3 separate regions of the Mus musculus genome follow, and regions 1 and 2 are each linked to region 3. Evidence: chromatin contacts called from public Hi-C data. All regions are on one chromosome and are shown on one strand. Each heading gives the region's core, a stretch centred on a gene start, on an enhancer-like site or on the middle of the called end of the contact. The rest is flanking DNA. Distances are from core to core; before and after follow the strand shown.

Region 1 (3,223 bases), core at 537-3,036, 360 kb before region 3:
TTAAAGAAACTACTTTTCTGGCCAAACTGTATGTTTTCCTATGAATTTCTGCTCTGCTTTTAAAAGCTCCCAATTCTCAATGAAAACTAGTGGTAGTGCAGCTAGCACTAGCAATGGCATAGCCTGAACACTATATCATTTTTCAATTTATACTCTTTCAAGGTTTCAGACATGCATAAACTAGAGACAGATTCTGTGCTAGAATATAACATGAATGGTTTCCAGTCCAATTCTAATAGAGTCATGTTCCCTTTTAAACCTCACAGAATAGTCTTTACTGTGTATTTCTATAAGGTTCTAGCTTTCTAAACTCCTACCAGAATGGTCCACTTAGCTTTGCTTAACGAACTGTAGGAGGGGTGCTCTAGTCTGCCTTCAAACTCTTTCACATTCTTCTTATACATCAGTTTTCAAAACCTAATAATCATGTTGTTAGGTTTAGTTACAGTGACCTTACTCCCCTGGTACCAATTTTTTCTATTAGTTATTTTTGCATGGCTTAGACATACTATCTGACAGAACTAACTTACAGGAGGACTGCTTTATTCTCAGTTATCTGCATTGCATCATGTCAGGGACACCATGCCCAAGCAGCTCGCCTCATGGAGGAAGGACCACGGAGTGTTAGAGGCTGAGCGAGCACACCATAGAAGAGCAGGAAGCGGAGGAAACAACACACAGGGACCAGGGGCCAAGGAGCCTTCGAGGGCCAACCTTGTAAAGCTTCCAGGGCTTTCCAAAATAATAACAACACTTAGTGACCTGGGCTCAAGTATATGAACATTAAAACCATGACATCCGGGCTGGTGAGACGGCCTGGTTAAGAGCGCTAACTGCTCTTCCACAGGTCAGGAGTTCAAATCCCAGCAACCACATGGTGGCTCACAACCATCCATAATGAAATCTGATGCCCTCTTCTGGAGTGTCTGAGGACAGCTACAGTGTTAAAAAAAAACAAAAAACAAAAACCATGACATCCTATCCTGTTTTAAGGAAACAATCAAACAACTATAAACCTGGAAACAAACAACAACAACAAAAACATCAGCTACGCAGATGAACAAAATAATGTACTAAAAAGCAACGTTGCCATTCCTCTCATGCACCTGGGTTACATGTGATCCCGTAGTAAAGCAGGACTTTCAAAATCAGACAAAAACCTAGCTCAGCGTTTGCAGCATCACACAGTGGTCCAGGGGCTCCACAACGCACTGCTCCAAGAAACAATGAAATGAAACAAGAGATCTGCTCCAAGAGTCTCCACCTGGGGAGAGGAAGAAGGGACAAGGCAGCCTAGCACTTGGTTTATGACATTATGGCGCTTGTGAAGTCTCTTGCCCTCGCAACAACGAAGACGAAGACGGCTTACTCACTGTTTACAGTGTGGTCAGCCACGGGAACAAAGGGGAGAGTAAGATAAAGTCCCTCTTTCAAGGTCACCACAGGCCCAACTGACAGCTTAATAGGAGAAAGCGGGCTGTAAACAAATCATTAAAACATAACCTGGTTTGAGAGCCCAGAGGAGGAAATGGCTAATGGCCTGGGGGATATGTGGAAACTGCTTAACAAAACGAAGGCCATCCGACTATTTCAAGATGAAATCCATTAGGGGTAGCTATGCTCGGAGCACACACGTCAGCAAAAAGTCTAAACTTCTCACACACACACACACACACACACACACACACACACACACTACCCACTAGCAGACAAACTATTTACTTACAGAAAGATGACTAACAATAAGGCAATTCTCATGTGCCTTGTACAATTCTGCCCAGCAGGTCTCAGGCCTGCACTGATCACATGGTCAGGAGAAAGCCAAGAAAAGCTGTGGAGACAGACAGCCCACTACACTGCTGAAGCCAATCAACTTCAAATCCGTGGGGAGTCCTAAACCTCAACTAATCCCAATTTTCTTTTCACGTATCTCTAAAGTCTACCGCAGGAGCCGCGCCTCATGAAGACAGAAGAGAAGGCCAGTGAGGGCTCAGGTGGTAAAAGTCATTGCCATTTTGGCCTCATGACATGAATGCAGTCCCTGAGGCCGATGGGAGGAGAGAACCAACTCTCCAAAGTGGGTGTACATATACAAACGAAAACAAAGCATTTCTAAAAACCACAGCGAAAGGTTCCACTTGGCAGTGGTTAGGCTCACATGCTGCCCTAGCAGAGGAGCAGGGTTTGAGTCCCACCACTCACATGGCACAACCATCTGTAACCACAGAGTCAGAGGACCGAACCGCTTCTGGTCACTGTGGGTACCAGGCACATAAACGGTAAAAAGATACTACACACGTCCAGCCAAAACACAATATGTATCAAATGGACAGACAGACGACAAACAGGATACGATCTACAACCAAAAACTAGAGTTCAGCAGGGGTCTCATAAGAACTTACACCAGCACCCGTGTTTCACTCAAGCACAAGGCACGCCTGTGAGACACCCGACAGCCCAGCGGCCACACTGTCAGTTTTGAGTCCTTACATACTTACGATTTCACTTCTCAGTGGATTGTAATCTTGAAAATGCTACCCCTGCCCTTGACTTACTTGATCTATCTGGATTCGCAACATTCACTCTGCAAGAGATTTATTTCCAAATACCTCAATCTGAAACCCGATCCCATCCATCATCTGGGGCCAATTTATTCATAATTAATATTCAATATAGAAGCTCTTGTAATGGGAAAGGAGCCCTGTTTCTAGTATTTCCTCCCAGTACCTAACACTACGGTAAGACAGTAAGTGTAAGGTGTCTCATTGGTTAGTTAAGGATTTCACCCCCTTAGTCATTTAATACAAATCTTTCTGATGTGGAAATAGTAGAATGCGCTTGACCTTGTGGTCCATGCCTGTGAGCTCAACTCCCAGGAGGTGGAAACTGTGTTTAAAAAAAAAAAAATCAAGAATGGGTGTGGGGGTGAGTTTCCATTGTTTCAGGTTGCTGTTCTTTTAGAGATAAAACCTCACAAAGCAGCAGACGTCTGGAATAAGTACTTGGAAGAGATGTAAGAATCCAGTCAGTCCATAAACACCTGCTTAGGAAGAAACCAATTATAATGAGAAAGCCCCTCATACCACTAGACTCGTCCTCTGTAGGGAGTGGAAGCTACTAGAACATACTTGCTAACTAAGAGAATCCAGAAGCTCTGAATTTGAGACTATCCAGTTCTCAGGTCATTAATGAGCAAGGTGACCTTTTTTCCTAAGGCCAGTTA
Region 2 (3,070 bases), core at 96-2,595, 320 kb before region 3:
CTGCCAATGTAAAACTCATTTCACAATCACTCCACAAACCAAGCCTCACAGTCTTACTATTGTATATGAAGAACCCCAGACTTTCCATGCCTCAGCCCCAAGAGTGAGCCCCTGTGAAAGAAGCAAGAGTCTCTCCACAAACCTACGAAGTAATTGGAGAATGAAAATGCCTGTGATTACAGTTGAACGGCCTAGTCTTTCAAAGTACTAACTTCCATCTAACAGTGATTTCAAGTCTATGTTCAACAGCTAAGCCCTTCTGCACTTGTCCAGCACACACAGTGACTCTCCAAGCTAATAGTTGAGATTTCCTGATGACCTCAGAGACTGCACACTTTCAAACATCACTGGATCACTGAACGATAGAAGAACAAGTGACATAACTTCCACTGTGTGTACAACCAGGTGTAAGAGCAAGGTATATAACCTCCACTGTGTATGTATGGGTCTCAAATCAACTAATGACACATTTCATTATATTTTTGTTTCATTCTATCCATTCCACATTTTTTCTCTGTATTTAACTTTCATGAAAATGAGCTGTCCATATTGAGTTCTTATAAATAAGAGGCTAAATGTCAACTGCCTTGACATTAACTTGCCTATAAGTAGTGTAACAATCCCACCTCTGCGCCAGAGGCCAGAGGGAAAATCTGTCACCACGCATTTATAATTAACCCGTCCTCGGTTCTTTACTTCAGCTGTTTCTCAGGTTCCTTTACAGTGCTTAGTCATGTGCTAAGTTCAGGAGACTGAGGTCATATGGTGCCTCACTTGCCTTCTCTTATGAGTGTAACATACGCGATTTATATAATTGGTAGGCTACATGGGGGCTCCCCCACTAAAGCATAGACTAGAAGAATAAAAAAAGCATTTGGGAGTGACTGCACTTGTATAAAATAACTATCTTCATATAAAAAAAAAATCAACCTGTGAAACAGATTTCTCAGTGCAAAAGAACTAAATGTCTTGTTTTAAAATGTAATGTAATCATGTGTGAGTCATCAGATTTCTGAGAGGCAACTCTGCCTGTAATTAAAATATTACAAATGTAAGATTCCCCTCTTCTTTATTCTAAGTATTTGGTTTCTTGTTCCCAAGCAGAGTGAACCAATAATCTCGTAGACTTCTAGAGTTCAATAAATGTGACTAACATAGAACATATATAAAGTTGCCACTCCCTATTAATAAGTAACTACATTTACTTTCCTTTTAAAGAAAGCAATACACTGATATTTTACCTAGAATTCTGTCACAGGGGTGAGGAAACCAACACCCAGTGAGCCGGAGAGGAAGGAAGGCAGAGTGCAGCCTCAGCCCTTCCACTTCATGACCAGGAGAGAGCGACGTCACCCACGAAAGCCACTGAGTCCTCCAAAGGTGCTTGTTACTGTTCTGTGTTTTATGACACAGCACATTTTTATTGTTTCACTATGGAAACCAAGGCCAGGCTGCACTTCACAGGGCCCCGCTCTCCAGCTGTGTATTAGGTACTGAGTTTCTTTCTTGACCTGGCCAGGGCTCAATAATCCCTGAATATACCTGTATTTAACTCAATGACAGGACACATCTCTGGTTTCAGCTTTTTCTGTTGTATTTAACCAGAGAACAATGAATTGTGAACAAAGTGTAACACAGAGATAGGAGCCACACCCATCTTTCTGTGCACACTCCATCCCAAGCCCGTGGAGTGCCAGCAGCACCCTCCCCACACTTTCCTAAAAGGCACACAGCACACGATGAGATGGTAACTTGGGCAGTAGACAGCTCTTAGGGTTGAAGGTGAGTGTTCACAATTTTTAAAACCCAACCATGACACACCACGTCACACAAAGCACGTCACAACCTGAGTTGCTGTAAGGAAGGTTCTGCTGGTTTGCAAAGCTTGCATCCCCACAGTCGGCCCATCAAGGCAGGCCTGCCATTAGTCACACATAAGCTGATGATGGGCACTGCTCGAGTCAGAGGCATTGATGATGGAACAAACGCCCACCACAGCAAAGGCAAAATCCATACTTTCTGAGAAGTCACTAATTATTACTTTCTGAGTTAAACATGCACCTGCAAGTTACAATGGATGAAAGCACACTAGCACCATTTGGCACAGGTCTGATTGTTCCCCACTGCCAACTGAAATGTACCATGGAGGCAACAACGGAGGCATGGCAGAGTTCGGGCTCAGTGACTGCTGAGTGCTTTCAAAAGACGACATTATCAAACACCACCAAAAGTTAAGTGCAAAGCTTCTTCCTTAGGGCCACCGAATGATAATCGTTCTCTAAGTAGTCAACAGAGACCAACTAACCAGCTAATGAATAGCTGGTCCCTGAGAGCCAATGCTTCTCTTCTGGTGCTGGACGAAGGCTGGGCCTCTCTACACTTGTGCTCTTCAGTCCCTGTATCGCCATGAAGTCTCCTTCTGTCAAACTGGACTGTGGGTGAGTTTTCAGGCTTCACTCATGGAGAACAAATCACTTTGCATCTGAGGAATTATTCCTGAGCTGCAATGGCTATGTGTATTCATTTTACACTTTGAAAATCTGTGAGAAAATAATTGTCTCAAACTCAAATTTCATGTAGGTGGGGAAAAAAAAATCGCTGCTATAGCAACTGTAGGTTCTGTTTATGGGAATGAAAGGTGAAAAATTTACATTTCTAACACTTAAAAATTAAATATCTGATTTGTGATGGCTGAGAATGCACTGGGCCTCTCAGCAGACAATGCATGGTGCTGTGTACATGGTCGGGCGGATCACTGGGAGTCACACATCTCACTTGAGGCTACAGCAGGCCTACTCTTCTTCTGCCTCATGTTCCTTGGAGTCAGTCACGGAACACAGCAGCTTCCAACAGCGACTTTGCATTTCTGAGGTCTTATTGCTAATGCGAAGCATTCCTGTGGAAGGGCTGGTGCTAGCATCAGTCTCGCTTCATCCTTACTTGTGCCTGGCTCCAAGAAAGGAGCATACTTTTCTGTGAAGACCATTTTCTTCTTCTAATGGGTAGGGGCTGAAAACCCCTGGGGAAACAGGAAGTTTAGTAAATGTGACAAACTGCTATGAGCTAGAGA
Region 3 (3,437 bases), core at 76-2,575:
AGAGAGTTTGGGATACCCATGCCTCTGCGTCTGTTTTCAAACTTCTCATTATAGAAAGGTAAGAGCTAGGGCTAGAGAGATGGCTTAGAGGTTGAGAGCACTGGTGGTTCCTCCGAAGGTTCGGGGCTCAATGCCCAGCAAGCATATGGCGGCTCACAACTGTCTGTAACTCCAGACCCCTGGGATCCGATGCCCTCTTCTGGCCTTCCTGGGCACCGGTAATACATGTGATGGAAAGACATGCATGCAGACAAAACACCTATCCTTTAAAAATAAATATAAAAACTTAACACTCACCTACCCTCCCATACCCCCACACGTGTGCACGCATGCATGCACACACAGGCACATGAGGGTAAGACCTAACACTCTTGAGTTAACTACACTGGATATCTATGGCGTTCACGTTGCCTAGTGAATAGAGGCTTCACTAGGCATTCCAGGGTAATTTTTAACAGGTGGATTATGACACTGGTCAGAAAAGCACAAACCTGCTTTACTTCTTCTTATAACAAGATCTGGCCAGACACAAAATCCAGAGACTGTCAGCGATTTTAGTGAAAACACCAAGTGGGACTCATTAATTTCCTTCTCATCTCTCCCACAGACCGCGTTTGAGAGTTTCCTTTGGAAACCATATTGTGAGGCACTGAGCACATAGGCACACAAACCTTGCGAGGCACGATGCACTCGACTGTATCAGACATTTCTTTGTCAGAAGGACTGGCAGCAAAATGGCTCTGGTGGGAGTCTTACTGGGAACCACCCACGTTCTCCCACATGCCTCTCTGTGGTTCAACCATTCAGCCACCAGGCTTGTGGGTCTCAGGAAACCACCTGCAATCACTCTGGGGGAGAACTCTGTGTCCCTGCTGTGTATCCAGCAGGCAACTGCTTATTATTGTTGTGGATGTCATTATCATTAATTTTGAATGCATTAGGTGGGAGGAGGGGATGAGGAGGAGACTCGTGAGAGGGTGGGGATGATGGTGTGTTGGGGCTGAGGGATGCCAGCTGGAGAGGAGACGCATTTTAAAGAGGATAATTGAGAGGGGAAGAGAGAGAAACAGGGAACCTCACAGAAGAGAAGCAGGTTTGAGTAGTAGAATCAGTGAGAGAAATCAAGGTGACATTTTCATTGTCCTAATGTGACCTGACTGTTCCCGGGTAAATGCCAGCTTGTTCATTTCTGAGAGACTAGAGGAGCAGAAGCAAGAAGACATTCGAGGTCTTTGTCACTCCTCGGTGACTCTGACCTCTGAGACCAGAAGGTAGCCAAGGCCGCTGCAGAACCAAGCCTGCGGGAGGAGGGAGCGGCTCTCTGTGTTGATGACTCATTCTGGCACCAGCTTGACCTTATGGAACTAATTTAGCTGCACTGGGCTGAACCTAGTCATAATTAATAACAGGATATCTGTTTATATATAAGGTCCAAGTGTTACCAACAAAGGAAGTGGCTGGTGGAAAGAGACAAAGGGGAAAATAAGTGTTGGGGTAGTGGTTTCTTGGAGGACATCCTACAAGGCAGGTGGAGGGCTTGTAGATATGTTCATACACAAGTGCAGCCAAAGTGTGCCAATGTTTCCATCCTTATTAGGGACCAGCTCAGAGCCTTTACCATGTAACTCATGTAACTTCTGCACAGGCCTGTGCAGCAGCTGTCATTATCCCCCAGCAGAGGCTGGGAAAATAGCTTGCTTGGTATAAGCTTTAATAAGGTTTGAACTGGGCCGACATGATTTGAATCCGAACATGTTTTGACCTGCAAAGTCACCATAAAATCTTAGTTGCATGTAGAAGAGGTAGCTTGCCTGTGTATTTAAAAGCTAGTTGTCATGACCTTCTAGTGGAGTCATTATCTCTTTATAGGATGTACCTTAGTCCTAAAAATCTCACTGAATCAATTGATCCTTCAGCCTTATAAAACACTAAATGATTTTGTGGTCCGTAGAAAGTGAAAGGAAATGGACTTTGAAAGGAGAGAAAACCTTGATTTTTTATTTTGAGACAGTGTCTCATTTTTTTTTGTAACCAAGTCTGGGAACTCATTATGTTGCCAATGCTAACCTTAAACTCTCTCTCTCTCTCTCTCTCTCTCTCTCTCTGTCTGTCTGTCTGTCTGTCTGTCTGTCTGTCTGTCTTTCTCTATCATTTACCTACTTACCTACCTACCTATTGAAAGAAAGTTTTATGTGCCCAGACTGGCTTTGTTTTTGCTGTATAGTTGAGACTGAGTTTAATTCCCGATTCTCCTGCCTCCACCTCCTCAGAATGAAGAGTACAGGTGTGTACCATCCCCATTGCTTTATGCCGTGCTAGGCATCAAACCCAAGACCTTGTGTGTTGGGGATTGGCTTGGTGATGCTATGTATTCAAATGCTAAATACTGGCCTCTAGAATCTGGGTGCCCACCAGGAAGAGATCCTCAGGTTCGCAAAGTGGTGCTATGGAAACCCTGCTCTCCAGTTGAAAGTTAATTGGTTAATTAAAAGCTAGAGCCTGTGACTGAACCGTAGGGAGAGAAAGGCGGGTGTTGAGGACTGAGTGAGGAGGTCTCAGGAGAGAATAAGAGAAGGGAGGAGACCAAGAGAGGAGGAGGAAGCCATGAGAGGAGATGGACCATGAGCATGTGACCAGGAGGAACAGCAAGTGACAAGGGACATATGACTGGGATGCATGTTAGAATAGCTCCACACCTGCCCAATCTAGGCTTACAGTTTGTAAATAAAATACTTGGATTGTGTGTCTTTTATACAGGTCAGCTAGACTATGTAATTTATTTTATACTTGTGCACATTCGACAACGCTCTAGTAACTGAGTTACAGCTCCAGCCATTCAAGATCTACATTTAAAGTAAAATAATTAAGAGTGGAGGGGAAATGTGCTAAAAATGGTATTTTAATTGTATGTAGTGTTACGTTTATATGTGCAAGAGCTCAAACTGTCAAGCAAAAGTGTTAATATTTGATCACAACCTTCCTGTAAAATGCCAGGAACAACGAGAAAAAAAAGATCAAAGCTGCAAGAAGTCTGTGTATATATAAAGCTGTAAAAGGAATAGTACCGAGCATATATATAGAATACCTATGAAATTAATGATGGTAAAGGCAGAGCCATGTAGAAAACAAGGCAAAGACAGTGAAAACTAATTTTTAGAACTAGACACTGAATGCTAATTTAAAGACAGATTCCCGTGACACGTGTAGTGAAGAAAGCCACAGTCCTGACGACACCTGCTGAGGAGGCTGGCTGCAGTGACTGAGGACGTGAGTTAACCCAACAATTACACTGTCAGGGAGAACGCATGTTTATAAGGTTCACATACATACATACTTATCCTCCGACTCTACACTGTGGGGCTATACACAGAAATAAAAGTTGCAGGAGTCAACAAAAAGCACTCCACAAAAGCTTTTCATTTGCTTTTTAAGTAATT

What was found. Hi-C and Micro-C count contacts between places; a contact is called where the count stands out from the background.
Region 1: a Hi-C map of uterus shows a contact between it and region 3, with 6 times the contacts expected there. The contact joins two enhancer-like sites. A contact is called at or near these places in 2 of 484 Hi-C or Micro-C datasets (pancreatic cancer cells and uterus).
Region 2: a Hi-C map of the N1E-115 cell line shows a contact between it and region 3, with 2.4 times the contacts expected there. The contact joins two enhancer-like sites.

The regions. Positions count from the first base shown.
Region 1 is chr6:140,507,539-140,510,761 of GRCm38.p6, reverse strand. The region is part of intron 3 of Plekha5 (pleckstrin homology domain containing, family A member 5); the gene reads right to left. Among named protein-coding and RNA genes, the nearest start is that of Plekha5, 85 kb to the right of the region's middle. Within about 2 kb of position 1,786, at least 67 of the 459 cell types and tissues checked have an H3K27ac peak or open chromatin away from gene starts, as enhancers often do. A contact at or near this core is called in pancreatic cancer cells and uterus, where this site is marked.
Region 2 is chr6:140,464,761-140,467,830 of GRCm38.p6, reverse strand. All of the region lies in intron 3 of Plekha5 (pleckstrin homology domain containing, family A member 5), which reads right to left. Among named protein-coding and RNA genes, the nearest start is that of Plekha5, 42 kb to the right of the region's middle. Within about 2 kb of position 1,345, at least 76 of the 459 cell types and tissues checked have an H3K27ac peak or open chromatin away from gene starts, as enhancers often do. A contact at or near this core is called in the N1E-115 cell line, where this site is marked.
Region 3 is chr6:140,145,794-140,149,230 of GRCm38.p6, reverse strand. No RefSeq gene overlaps it. Among named protein-coding and RNA genes, the nearest start is that of Gm30056, 46 kb to the right of the region's middle. Within about 2 kb of position 1,325, at least 46 of the 459 cell types and tissues checked have an H3K27ac peak or open chromatin away from gene starts, as enhancers often do. A contact at or near this core is called in the N1E-115 cell line, pancreatic cancer cells and uterus, where this site is marked.